4 separate regions of the Mus musculus genome follow, and regions 1, 3 and 4 are each linked to region 2. The links are chromatin contacts, called in public Hi-C and Micro-C maps. All regions are on one chromosome and are shown on one strand. Each heading gives the region's core, a stretch centred on a gene start, on an enhancer-like site or on the middle of the called end of the contact. The rest is flanking DNA. Distances are from core to core; before and after follow the strand shown. Region 1 overlaps Gm30292 (predicted gene, 30292). Region 2 has its middle 21 kb from the start of Gm40047. Region 3 has its middle 98 kb from the start of Gm38537. Region 4 has its middle 66 kb from the start of Gm38537.

Evidence for each region. A called contact is a pair of places that touch in the nucleus more often than the background predicts.
Region 1: a contact with region 2 is called in a Hi-C map of muscle stem cells, with 1.9 times the contacts expected there. The contact joins two enhancer-like sites. A contact is called at or near these places in 3 of 484 Hi-C or Micro-C datasets (muscle stem cells, myocytes and nephron progenitors).
Region 3: a contact with region 2 is called in a Hi-C map of liver, with 4 times the contacts expected there. The contact joins two enhancer-like sites. A contact is called at or near these places in 4 of 39 promoter capture datasets (the C10 cell line, cranial neural crest, liver and 1 more), 1 of 484 Hi-C or Micro-C datasets (liver) and 2 of 115 datasets of contacts at active chromatin or transcription factors (fibro-adipogenic progenitors and hepatocytes).
Region 4: a Micro-C map of brown adipocytes shows a contact between it and region 2, with 4 times the contacts expected there. The contact joins two enhancer-like sites. A contact is called at or near these places in 1 of 39 promoter capture datasets (the C10 cell line), 1 of 15 datasets of contacts at CTCF or cohesin (pro-B cells), 6 of 484 Hi-C or Micro-C datasets (the C2C12 cell line, brain, brown adipocytes and 3 more) and 3 of 115 datasets of contacts at active chromatin or transcription factors (effector CD8 T cells, hepatocytes and neural progenitor cells).

What each region holds. Positions count from the first base shown.
Region 1 is chr3:52,793,163-52,796,655 of GRCm38.p6, reverse strand. Gm30292 (predicted gene, 30292) reads left to right here. Exons shown (of 5, transcript NR_166453.1): 2 at 3,032-3,325. Among named protein-coding and RNA genes, the nearest start is that of Gm30292, 2.9 kb to the left of the region's middle. Within about 2 kb of position 2,240, at least 11 of the 459 cell types and tissues checked have an H3K27ac peak or open chromatin away from gene starts, as enhancers often do. A contact at or near this core is called in muscle stem cells, where this site is marked.
Region 2 is chr3:52,599,637-52,602,856 of GRCm38.p6, reverse strand. No RefSeq gene overlaps it. Among named protein-coding and RNA genes, the nearest start is that of Gm40047, 21 kb to the right of the region's middle. Within about 2 kb of position 1,361, at least 54 of the 459 cell types and tissues checked have an H3K27ac peak or open chromatin away from gene starts, as enhancers often do. A contact at or near this core is called in brown adipocytes, hepatocytes, liver and 1 more, where this site is marked.
Region 3 is chr3:52,367,980-52,371,303 of GRCm38.p6, reverse strand. No RefSeq gene overlaps it. Among named protein-coding and RNA genes, the nearest start is that of Gm38537, 98 kb to the left of the region's middle. Within about 2 kb of position 1,278, at least 22 of the 459 cell types and tissues checked have an H3K27ac peak or open chromatin away from gene starts, as enhancers often do. A contact at or near this core is called in hepatocytes and liver, where this site is marked.
Region 4 is chr3:52,399,622-52,403,041 of GRCm38.p6, reverse strand. No RefSeq gene overlaps it. Among named protein-coding and RNA genes, the nearest start is that of Gm38537, 66 kb to the left of the region's middle. Within about 2 kb of position 2,016, at least 211 of the 459 cell types and tissues checked have an H3K27ac peak or open chromatin away from gene starts, as enhancers often do. A contact at or near this core is called in brown adipocytes, hepatocytes and muscle stem cells, where this site is marked.

The DNA of each region.
Region 1 (3,493 bases), core at 991-3,490, 190 kb before region 2:
TTTCATATTTAATTAAAACATCTGCTCTCCTCTTATGTGTCTGAAGCCACGTTAAACTTTGCAGGACATAACCAAAACTTCCTGACTTCAAGTGGCTTGCCTTTTTGTAAGAAAAAAAATAGATGATATGCAAAATAAATAAGTAGAATATTAAACAAGTTAGCAAATTTTTAAGTATCACGGAGAACAAAATACCTAAGTAGTGACACCTGAATCAAGACCACAAAAGTGATGGAATAGGCTCTAGGTCTGGGAGGAAAACATTCCTTACAGGAAAGAGTGAGCACAAAAGCTCAGAGCAAAAGGAATGAAGCTAGTGTCTTGTGTTGGTTTGTATATGCTTGGCCCCGGAAGTGGCACCATTAGGAGGTGTGGCCTTGTTGGAGTGGGTGTGGCCTTGTTGGAGTAGGTGTGGCCTTGTTGGAGGAGGTGTGTCACTGTGGGCATGGGCTTTAATACCTTTGTCCTAGCTGACTGGAAGCCAGTCTTCTCTTCTTTGCCTTCAGAACAAGATGTAGAACTCTCACGTCCTCTTGTTCCATGCCTGCCTGGATGCTGCCAGGCTCCCACCTTGATGATAACGGATTGAACCTCTGAACCCGTAAGCTAGCCCCAATTAGACTTTGTTCTTGTAAGAGTTGCCTTGGTCCTGGTGTCTGTTCACAGCAGTAAAACCCTACCTAAGATATGTCTTCAAGGAAGAAAAGAGTAGCCATGAGGGCTGGAGCAGAACGTGTACTGGAAAAGCCATAGAGAACAGCTTGGGAATGCCAGCAGCTAGCCCCAGGGTCTTGGAACTCACAGCAGCCTGCTGTTTACCTCAGTGAATGCCTAGATTGAAGCTGCTCAAAGCTTCAAGCTTTTCCATACTCATCTATTCATCTGAAAGCTTTCCAGATAGCAGTCGATATTTTTACCCAGGGTACTCTTCTAAATCCCTACTTTGAAGTAGTTTCATACTACAGATGTGTAAAGTATCATGTGCTTGAAAACTGGGCTAGAGTATTAGTGGTCTGCACAGTGGGGATGTGCACACACTGGTCTAGCACACACGTGCACATGCACTCTCCACCCCCAACCTTACACATAATGAGATAAGTGTCCTCTGTGGCTAACTTAGCAAGATGGGTTTTTTTAATCTCTTAGGTTAGGTTAGCTCAGGAAGGCTATTAGGCCTCAGATGAAATTAATGTTCATTCATAATTCTCATTTTAAACCATCATTAGCAAACATTTGTTTAAAATCAGAATCTTTGTATATGCATCTTCTCGTATAAAGGCTGGTATTAATGAATCCGTGTGGTTTATGGACTCTTTCAACATATCTTAAGAGAAAAGAATAGAGGAAAAATATCAACATGACTGCAATCTACTGACTTGGTAAAAGTTTAGACAAACATCTTCATGATTGAGAAGATATCTGTGAGTTTTATTTTACACACACCTTCCAGTAATTCATATACCGTTTGGTAATGAAAATTCTGTAAGATTCATAATGGAATAAATGACCCAAAGGATGGCTTTAGAGCTAGCTAGAGGATGGATTATTGCTATTTTAAGATCAAATGAAACTTTTATTCTGTAATTTTATCAGTATCAGTCATCACTCCTTTTTTTATTTGTTTATTTATTTTATGCATATGAGTACACTATTGCTGTCTTCAGACACACCAGAAGAGGGCATCTGATCCCATTAGAGATGGTTGTGAGCCACCATGTGGTTGCTGGGAATTGAACTCAGTACCTCTGGAAGAGCAGTCAGTGCTCTTAACCGCTGAGCCATCTCTCCAGTCCCTCAACCATTACTCTTTAAAAGCTGATTGCCAAGATGGGCTGTGTCTTTAAATTTGTCTTGGTTGTGTCCAGGCTCATGAAATACAGCAGACTGACAAGTCAAGAGATTTTTCTTTTCTCTTATATTTTCCAGTGTTTCTAGAAAATAAGGTGACTGGGTAAAATGAAGTTAAAAGTCATTTTCAACCTGAAAGTGCAAGGTTCCAGGACCTGACCTTCAGCTCTTCTCATCTGAATCTGAGAACCATGATACCTGCTTGCATCCATACCTTCTGTGACCCACTGTCTCTTTTTGGGATGGCACGCCTGGTTTGGCTAGAGATGGAAAAGGGGAAAAATAACGATTCCACAAGGAGAGAAAAGTTGTGTGAATCCTAGGTCTAGCAGCTGCTCTCTAATCCAAGGCTGCCACACTCTCCCACTGTCCCTCCCAGGCGATTTACTGAGCCCTGCTATGGCAGCTGCTCTGTGGTCTCAGGCCAGGAAGGAGATCAGAGCTGAAGCTGAGAATACAGCCCAGCCCCTGCAGAGGGTCCTTACTTTGCCACACATTCTAATATCCTTGAAACAGAACACCTAAAAAATTGTTGCTGATGTCCAAAACTCATTTTATTGACTATGAGATAGAGGATTAGAGTACACATCTTGTCTGGAAAACAGCAAGAAAAACTGAAATTATTACTTCTTCTGTTGATGAGAATAATAAAACCCCTTGCTCTGATTCAGAGGCCTCACATCTTCTTTTCATGTGTATAAAGCTAACTTTATGATTTACAAGAAGTGTGTGAAGGTGGATACCGTACTATCTGCCTTGTACTCGCCAGTCCTAGGAAAACGTTCCGAAATCCTAACTGTGGCTTTTGTTGGGTTTGTTATTATCTACATCTCAGGTAGACCTTTGCCTTCTCAAATGGCATATGTTGTGAGGGAATTTTGTTGGCTGTGGGGGCCTTAGCAGTAACAGGGCAGAGGAAGAAAGTCCAGCTGTCACAAGTAGAGGTTAGAGAAATCTTTAGATTAAGACAGTAACTGTTTCTCTCAGCGTCTGGCTATATGCCTATGTGTGTCTGGGGGACAATGATGCTCACAAAGATTAACTATGTCACAAAGTGTCTTGAATTGGAAAACGATACAAAACCTGTCTTCTGGCCTCATAATTCTCAACAGCCCATCCACAGGTTATCCTCAGCAGACCATTGTGCTAACTCCTGTATAACTAACTTTGCTTTCCCTGGAAGGTGCACTACAAACTCACAGACTGGATCCAACCTACCATGCTGCCCAGCATCACCTACATCATTGTGATGATGCAGGAACCCACCAGTGGGACCTTCAGCCACGCAACCACCGAGACTCTCTCTGCAGAGGAGAAATGAGGCCTGCAAAAGGAATCCTCGATTTGTTAGCCCTTGGCATAAAGAAGTTAAGCTCCAGTGTTTTGCTCGGCACAGAACACCTCCCTTGAAAAATCCTCATATTCTGTGACATGTGGTGCATAAGCGTGCTTGTGTCTGTGTGTGCGGGAGATATAGGTATGTAATCTGTATGTGCATGTGCCTATGAGTAGCAGACCGTAAGAGGAACACAGAAGAGCAAAACTAATCTGGGCAGCATTACCAAAGCTTCATGTTGAAAGAAATACTGATTCACTGTTATTCTAGGCAGCACATACAAATTTCAACCAGAAACTGGCAAGATGG
Region 2 (3,220 bases), core at 112-2,611:
TTTTCCCAAGAAAAGAAAGGGACTCCAATTTACTTGGAATAGTTACCCACAGGGAATGGCCACCCGCGGGTGCTTATCGGATAAGATCTCCAAGCGATAGGGAAGTTTAGATTCAATACAGCAAAATGTTCTATGAATCCTGACAAACCCACCAGGAATGGGGTGGGTGATGCATGGTTAGGCTGTTTCCCGTGGATCCGGCTCACAGATTCAGCAAAGGTGGAAAGCACCTGGTCTACTCTAACCATTTTCAGCCCTGACTGCAGAGCTGCTACCTGGAGAGTTTTAGAGGCATGATCTCCTATATCTAGCTCTTAGAACGGCGAGTATAAGATCCTACCATGAGCTGCAGCAGCTCCTCCTCCTCCTGCTCCTCCACCTCCTTTTCTTTTTCTTCCCCTCCTCCTTCTTCCTCTTCTTTTGTTCCTTCGATTATGTGATTTAAACATCAGGAGCTCCCAAGTGTGCCAGGAAGGAGAGTATAACCCTAGCTCAATCCTTCCTATTGTCCCAAACTTGGCTCATCATATGCATGATGCTATCAAAGTGCAGATGATGACTCGAATGGTCAGGGGTGGACTTGGAACTCGTTGGATTTGTTTGTTTGTTTGTTTGTTTGTTTTGTTTTAGTCCCAAATGAAGCAGGTGTTGCTGTTGGTCTCGTGACTGCTCTGGGAGGGACTGAGCCATGTCATCCAGTCCTACAAATAGATGAGTAGATTTCAGGACTGTTTCCCTTTGGTCATTTTACTATAAAGATTAGGGGCCGGCAGGGTAAGGAGATTGGATGGGGTTGGCCTCTGTTCTTAGTCTGATCCTGAGACTTGATTGATATGCAGTCTTGAGCAAAGTACTTCCCTGCTTCCCTTAAATGTAGAACTGGAGAAGAAGCTAACACATGCGCTACATCGTGGTTAGGCCCATCAGATGAATGAGACATGTGGAATGTACTGTGACCTATAAAGCCCTACAAAACATACAAGTTTATTATTACGTTAGACTTTGAAAGATACCAACATTAGCCTTCAAATACTGGTCATTTACATGTGAACACATTTTCATAGTCCTTGATTTCTCCTAAGAAAAATACGCATATATAGGCACACACAAAACAGCTGGTTTTTATCTACTAAGATGTTTTGGGTCTCTCTGTGTATGCATGCATTCACATGTGTAGTGTGTGTGCATTCTTGCCCCATTGCCTGGGGTATAAGGACTTTAACCAAGAGCATTCAAGAATGCAGAGCAAATGTTCGGGAGCAACAGCCAAATTGGTAGCTTTTCTCCTTCCCAACTCCCCACCCGCGCCCAGGAACATGCTCCTAGCCAAAATACGATGGCACAGTGCCCTGGCCAGCTTTACCTCAATGCTCTGTGTGCCTTGGCTAGGCTAAGTACTGAGGCAATGGGTTATGATAGGCCTAGCCAGAGATCGAGTACCATGCCTTCTAGGACCCTAACCTTTGCGGAGGTTTGAGCCTGCAATTCACATAGCCAGGGCCACCAACAACGCTAGCCCTACCATCTGTGAGTATTCATTCCACAACGAAACGAAACCTCTGGCCGAGTCTTGCGCCGCATTTTGGGCACCGCTGCCGAGGTTGCGCAAACACATTTGGCACGGGCCTCGGGGACCAGGCAGTTCTCTGGGTTGAATTGGAGAAACAAAATGTACTTGTCCTACTTCCGAGATGGTGTCTGAGGACTTGGCTCCCTTGGCCCAGGAACTGCCTCCCTGCTGATGTCATTCTGCCACGGAACGGCAAACAGCTCTTCCCCGGGTTCAGCAGTTCAGGAGCAGAAGTAAGAGAAGGTAGGGATCAAAAGGGAACACAAGCAGGCTTGACTCCATCCGGACAGCTTGACCACACACGCACGTTCTTACAGCTGAATCATCTGACAAGAAACGCGTCCTGGCTTTGCATGTAGCAGAAAGGCCAGCTCCAAAACCCTGGGGCAAATTTGACTGGCCACCGAGTTATCTCCCTGCAATGGGGCTTCATGGAGCTCCAGCCGCTGTTCGCTGCTCCATTCGCCCACAGGAGTATCCGATCCCGGAGGCCCAGCAGGACACTTGACACTCAGACTGACTGTTGAAATAATTTCCATGTTGCACTTGTACCCAGCATTCAAATCCCTGCGTAATATCTCAGGCAGCCAGTGATTGCACTTTCTCAGCCAAACTGAGGCGGATCCTGCTGGCCTTTAGAACGTTTCCTAACTCCAGGTTACCTCTGAGCACACAAAGTACCACAGACGGGTCAGGCTCCTGGAAAAGCCATTCTGTAGACACAGCTTTTTTTTTTTCTTCCTTTCCTTGGTTTTAAAAAGCTCGTCTTTTCCATATTTACATTTTTCCACCTGTGAAATCCAGAGTTTTGTAGATGCTCTGTTGAGGTGTGGCCTTAGAGCTGCTATCTCAGGCCACAGAATCCCACTTGAGTTCCATGACAAGAGCAAAGCCACCATGCAAACAGCGTGGGTAGTCACTAGGCGCACGTGTCTATGCCATGTGGGTGCTTACATGAGGAGGTCTTAGGAGACAGAAGAAGCTTTCCTTAAGGACTTGGCCAGCTACCTGGGGACATGTCCTTGGCTGTCCACCAGAATAACTTGGAGGCTCTGAAAAAAAAGCTCCAATATCTGGGCCCTTTACCAATCTGTATGAACTAGACTCCTCTTTGGGAGGAGGCCCCTCCAATGCTGGCTGGAACACAGAATCTATTAGTTACATCTACCTCTCCCCGGTCCACCCCCAACCCCCCAAGGAAAACTAGTTCAGCCCGAGCACTCACGACCCGTGGTTAAGGTCACTCAGATAACTGGAGACCACCCATTTATACTTGTTGCTGCCCAGAGACACTGTTTTATTTAACTCCAGGAAAAATGGAAGCATCTGATGTTGAAGTTGTCCTGTCGGGAAGCCATTTTACAAGTGGTTAAGAGGAAAGGTGCAGGAAGAAGGGACCCTGGGTCTGCTGGTTGAGAGAACGACTTTGGGGCTGGAGAGTTGGCTCAGTGGTTGAGAGCACTGACCGTTCTTCCAAAGGTCCTGAGTTCAATTTCCAGCAACCACATGGTGGCTCACAACCATCTATAATGGGATCTGATGCCCTCTTCTGGTGTGTCTGAAGACAGTGACAGTGTACTCATATACATTAAAGAAATCATATTAAAATATTTTTTTAAAAAGAGCCACTTTGATCTCAATCCAGTCTGT
Region 3 (3,324 bases), core at 29-2,528, 230 kb after region 2:
TTAAAAAATTTAAATTTAATTAAGATATAAAAAAATTAACTTATATACATGAATTTTTAAAAATGCTTTAAGAAAGTTTCATCCATTAAAGTTCCTGTGGAATGGCTGTACACGTGTGTTATTCCAGCTGCTACACTGTCAGAAGCAAGGAGACTTAGATTTAAGGCCAAGCACACATGTATATGCAGGCACTAACATACACATGTTAAGTAGATATTTAAAATTTTTGAGATAACATCTTACTTTGGAGTTCTGGCTAGCCTAGATCTTGCTATGTAGACTAGGCTAGCCTCAAACTCACAGAGATCTGCCTGCCTCTGCCTCCAGATTACTGGGGTAAAGGGATGTACTACCATGTCTGGCAGAAATAAATATATCTTTAAAAGAATTTTCCCCCATAGGGTAGATATAGTGATAAAAATAAGAAATACACTTTAAAGAAACAGTATTTTAAAAATTTTAATATACACAAGTGCTTTGCCTGCCTGTATGTATGTACATCACAGGTGTGCCTGGTACCCAGAGAGGTCACAAGAGGGTGTGGGATGCTCTGAACCTGAAGTCACAGATGGTCTGGACATCCTCTGTAAGAGTAGCCAGTGTTCTTACTGCTGAGCCATCTCTCCGGCTCCAAGGTAATAAATACTCTTCAGACCACGCCTGGCATAGAGGATGTTAACTGAGCTGTGATTGTTCCTAAACCCAAGTCTCTTAGGAGAATGAGTTAGAAATGAACCTTACGCCCTTATTCATTAGCAAAAACTCAAAAAAAAAAAAAAAAAAACCACAGTGTTGTAGATAACCTGGCAGGGTCCATCTCTAGCAAACAAGTCTCCATGGATGATCCTGAAACTGCAGTGATGTTTAAAAGAACGTCACAGGTCGGTGGCAACTTCTGGCTGAGGTGGCACAAGTCTATGCTGCTGGCCTGTCACCCTTCAGAGCTGAAGTGTCATCCTGGAAGGAAGGGGCAGTCAGACAGAAGTCAAGTCTTTATCTAGGTCACCATTGGCCAGTCACATCCTCCACCTCCTCTCCTAGAAACAAAGCCGTGCAGGGCTGCTTTGTGGAGGAAGGAACTCTGCAGCTTGGTTTTGGGAACTCCCTAACACTGGACTCAGACGGCCAGGGTTTCCAGACACTGGGCTGTTTCATCCCTAGGGCAATCTGAAAAACAAGGTATTCTTATCCCACTTTGTCAACAAGGAAAGAAAAGTTCCGACTGGCGAAGGCAGTTGCCCACGGTTATGTAACTGTTGAGTGACTAAGCCAAGCTTTAACACCGGGTCCAGATTCAACTGTAAACTTTCAGCACCAGCCTGGGACACAGACTGGCCCAGGGACCACTGCATGCAAAACAGGACAGATTTAGGCCTCACCCAGTCCTTGTGACTTCATCAGCCCTGACCATGGATTCAAAGAGATACACCTAAATTCAGCGTCCTCTCCATTTTAGCTGCCACCTTTCCATGGGCTGAGCCCTGAGGTACTGAGTACCACTTTAGGACCCCAAAAGGCGACTTGGGATATCTTTGGCTTCTAGTGGTCTCTTTCTAGAACAATGTGGCAATTCACCTAAAGTCTGTTTCTTTGGAAAATTAATGAATGAAAGGTCTGCTCTGAGTCAAGCTATGAGATCCAAACTTTCAGAAAACACATGAGCCTCTTTTTACAAACGACATGTCCCATTGGCTTACATTTCATAAAGCCAGAGTCTTAATCTCAAGATCCATTTTGTTAACGAAAATCCAAAATAGCCTCAGGTGTCTGATAGGCCCTAGGGCTGCTAAACTGTGTCGTTGTCGTTTTCAGACAGATTAAACACAAGCGGAGCCAGGTGTCCTCCCCAGCAGCACGGAGCTGCTCCCAAGAACCACGTCTTGTGGTTTCCATTGCTCATAAAGCCCCACTTGAGCTTGTCATACTTTTAAGCCACGGGACTACACTTGCCTAGGTCACAGCTGCCTCATCCCCAGGGTCACCACTTTCTGCAGAGAAGGCCACAGTCACTTATTATGAGTCAGAGGTTCCCCAGATCCGAAACAGCTCAGAAGCAGAGGGAAAGGGACAGCAAACAGACTCAGCGGGGGCTGTCTAGCCGTGACCTAAGAACCAAGCACTTAGCTTTAGAGGAACATTGAAGCCCCGATCTGAGTTGCTTCCCAACAGCTGAGGAAGATTCCAAGATGGCATTTCCATCTGGAGAGACAGGAGCCTGGCTGAGCATCCCATGGTCCCAAGGGCACGCTCAGTAGTCACCGTCACCACGGAGACTTGTTCAAAGAACCCAGAATATGGAGAACTTATATGGAGACCCTGTGGAGCCAATGAACATTTTCCCAAGGAAGTGGGAGTCTGAGCAGGAGTATTCTTCAATGTGGAGATACAGTTTCTTGTTGAAAAAGAAGTCATCCTTCAACAAGAGAGACATGGAACAGAAAGCTAAGCCCAGATTTAGTTCCTCCATGTTCAAGAAGGATGCGCCCCCATGGTATGAGAGTCTTCGGTCTGTTTCCCTGCCCCTGCATTTGAGGCTTCAACATCTACAAAGGACTCCATGTATTCAACCTATCTAGTGTAGGTCTGAAAGTCACTAGGTAGCCCAGGCTTGCCTGGGACTTACAGAAGCCCTCCTACCTCACCCTTCAACATACTGGTATTTTGGGTATGCTACCATATCAGGCTACACAAAAGGACTTTGAATAGTGTCCTAGTTAGGGTTTCATTCCTATGAAGGAACAACATGACCAAGGTAACTTTTATAAAGGCAAACATTCAATGGGGGTTGGTTTACTGTTTCAGAGACTCAGTTCATTGTCATCATGGTGGGAAGGATGTCATCATGCGGACAGACTTGATGCTGGAGGAGCCAAGAGTTCTATATCTTGATCTGAAAGCAGCCAAGAGGAGACTGTTTTCTGCAGGCAGCCAGGAGTGTCTCTCTTCTGCCCTGGGCACAGTGACACACTTCCTCCAATAAGGCCACACCTCCTATTAGTGTTACTTCCCACGGGCCAAGCATATTCAAACCACCACATTCCACTCCCTGGTCCCCATAGGCTTATACAAACACATGAGTCTGTGGCAGCCATGCCTAGCCATAGCATAATGCAAAATACATTTAGTCCAACATCAAAAGTCCCTGTAGTCTATCACAGTCTCAGCAGTATTTAAAAGTCCAAAGTCTCTTCTGAGATTTATGCAATCTCTTAACTGGATAAAATCAAAGAGCAGATCACAAACTTCCAACATCACAAGATACATATTACCATTCCAAAACACTGTAGTGAGGAAATCCTGGGCCAAAGCCAGAAAGAAAACCAT
Region 4 (3,420 bases), core at 767-3,266, 200 kb after region 2:
AAACCTCCCCTGTAGCTAAGAGAGAGAGCAGGATGTAGTTTTTGCCTTAAAAAACCCCTTACCCTAAATACTTGGAGCTACATGTGGACCCTGCGTAACTGAGTTTAGTACCCGCCAGACTTTCGATTCACTAGAGTCTGAGTGGTCTTCCCATTACAATAGAATGCACAGAAGAAAAAAAAAATCATTGGTAAGATTTTAATTTTTGTTGTTGTTGTTAATTTATCTCAACAAAAGTTCACTGGGACTCGATTTAAAAAGTTTGCCAGAGACAAGGAATGGCCTGGCTCTCTGTCACTGTGTTACCATGGGGCTGGCTGTTACTGCAATCCCATGGGGCTGACACTGTCATTGTACTGCCATACCAGCCCAAATGCTCTGTGTTTCTAGAAGCAGAAATGGTATTTGGCATTTTGATTGGCAACCCTAGTTGGGCTATTACCTGTGATGTCTGGGATGGGCTCTGTTCACATAAGCATCAGATAATCTTCCGACCATCTATCTACCTATTAATCTGCCTATCTATCTATCTATCTATCTATCTATCTATCTATCTATCTATCTATCTGTTGTTCAAGACAGGATTCTCACTATGTAGCTCTGTTTGCCCTGGAACTCACTGTAACATGGAACAGCCAGCCTATCTATCTATCTATCTATCTATCTGTTGTTTAAGACAGGATTCTCACTATATAGCTCTGTTTGCCCTGGAACTCACTGTAACCTAGAACAGCCTCGGAACTCACAGAGACCCCTGCCTCTGTCTCCTGAGTGCTGGGATTAAAGGTGCCACACCTGTGCTTGGCTTTTTCAAAGAGCCTCACTTTTAAAGTTTTGTGAACGTCCAGAAATGAAACTTTAGAAAAACGTTTTGAGGCCAGTAAATTCCAAGGCCATCTTCGATTCTGTCTGGTCCCGAGGACTCATTTCTATGTCCTGGGATATTTATGATTTTGCATCAAACAGGATAACTAAAGTAAAACAGAAATAGAAAAAGTTTCAGTGCCCTGCCTACAGCTTCTAAAAGTTAACTATTTGGCAATGCTTCCCAGTCCTTAAACGCTATTCCCGAGGAGAGCGAACACTTCTAGCACCTCCCTCGCCCATTCTGGCGTTCTGCCCCTCCCAAGCCACCTGGCCCCAGTTCCTGACGCCCACCCAAGTGGTCCTGCCTCAAGGGTCATCCAGCTGAGCTCCCACTGTGCCTGTGAGCCTCTTCCAGGGATGTCCCCACTGAGGCGTGTGAACAAATGCCCTGTACAGACTCCCAGGCACAGGCAGAGCAAAGCAAGACAGCTTTGAGGCATCTGCCAAGGAGGGCGAAGGCCGGCTTTGAAAGCACTTCTCCGAGAGTTTGCCAACTCGTGGGACTTGGCAAGCCCAGACAACAGCGCTAAGGCAGAGAAAGCCCCTGGATCGGCCTCCCAGGAGGGCTCCACGCCCACCCCCACCCCCTTCTCTTTTCACCAGACCCAAGAGATGCAGGCCTGGTGAGGGAGCCGGTGGGCTCAGGCCTGATGAACGGAGGCTACCTCTCAGCGGCCCCATCCCCACCCCATCACGGCTGCCGCCCTCAATCGGGAAGCACGCCTCTCTCCTGCTAGCTAATGGCTGAGAAAAGGGCAGCGGTTTTCCAAGTTTGTGGGGCACGCAGGAGTGGCCAGGCAAGGACTGAGATCAGACAGAGGTGACAGAAGTATGAAAAGGAAGCAGTAAAAATCCGCCAGCCACAGGCGACGCCCTCTCTGCTCTGGGCGACAGTCAGGCCCGTGATTCAGCGCGAATAAAGAGCCCATAGGGGGAGTCTGGTTGGGAGTTGAGTGCGCCAAACTTTGTCATAACTCAGATTCTTCATCTGTGAAAGAGGCATGAAAGACTTGCGCCCTTGGGAGCCACTCGGTAAAGTCTCCTCGTTTAATCAATTCACAAATTGCAAATCTAAATCCTAAATGCCCAATCCACTGGTCTGCAGTAATGGACGAATAAGGACAGGCTGTTTGTTTTCCCTGCCCTGCTCTCCAAGGCCCCAGACTCACAGCGGGCAGGACGTTCTTCCTGTGGCTGCCAGAAAGAGTGCAGAGGGCAGTGTTATTCAAGGTCATTTGCAAGAGGCGAGGACCTACCTGCCACAAAGGGTCCTTGAGAAAATGCAAATGGCCTAGGATTTAAGGCAGGACTCCCACTGGGAAGAGCAACCCGGGGCACCTGGAAAATTTAAAAGTAGAAAAGAAAGCCTGTAGCCTGCAGAGGTAGGTCGGGGGCAGAACTGTCAGCCCTGGATTATTCTAGCCCCATCAACGCTAAAAAAAAAAAAAAAAAAAAATTGAAAATTAAGCACCAGGTCACTCTAGAGGGCAGAGTGAGGATTTAAAGTGTTTCTGGCCTATAGGGAAAGACACACCCTCCAGGTGGCAGAACTACCATACACCCTCAAGGCAGTTAAGAAGGGAACCATTCCAGTCAGGACTCCCAAGAGGGGCTGGGGGCAGAAGTCAGCTCTCTGTCGACCTGCTCTGGGCACCCTTACCTCCCCTGGGTGATTCTGAGTGCAACTGCTGGTTCGTGTCAAAATCTGACCGGAGGCCACGCACAGGTGCAGGAGCACAGGAAGGCATCCTCGGAAGGAAGCCGCCTTGCCTGATTTAGCTAGATTTTTGTTTTTCCTTTGTGGCTTTGAAGTGGCAGTTTCTAGGGAAACCTCGACACCCTCTGAAGGGGTAGGGGGGGTGGTGCGTTGGAAGGTGGGGGGGGGGGGGCGACTAAGGACTGCAGGACATCTCCGAACTGAGGCCACAAGGCTATCAGATAAGCCCAGGCCTGGGGCAAGTTAAGAGCCAATCTGTTGACACTGGAGATGAGAGCAGCACTCCTGTCCTCTGATCTGGCAGCCAGCAGAGTGGCCAGACCAACACACGCCTGACTGATGCCTGAAGATGCCGAGGAAGGGCTGAGGGGACAGAAGACCAAGCAACTGACTTCTCTTAGGAGGCTTCCCAGAGGGCTTCCTGGAAGAGGTGGCTCTTGTGTTTGTTACTGAATGAAGGGTCGGATTTCCATAGCTAGGGAAGGCAGGTAGAGGGGAAAACAGAAGCCCAAACCGACAGTAATAAGAACAAACCCATGGCTAGATTATAGGGTGAGAGGCTTGGGGGAGGGGGGGGGCGAGCATCCCAGCCAGTTTCAAGATGTTGAAAATGAGGACGAGGACAATTCTGAGGGAGAGAAGAGCATTCCTAATTCTGTCTGTACGTTAACTCAGGCCACACTGCAGAGACAGGCAGTGTTTGGAATCCTCTAGAAGACCTGACTGAGTGAGAGAAGAAGCTGAAGCACGGAGTCTGAGCCAGTGGTATGAGGGTAGGGAAAAGGTGACCCAGGTTATAGATCAGACAGGCTGGGCACCGGAAGTAAAACTATGCA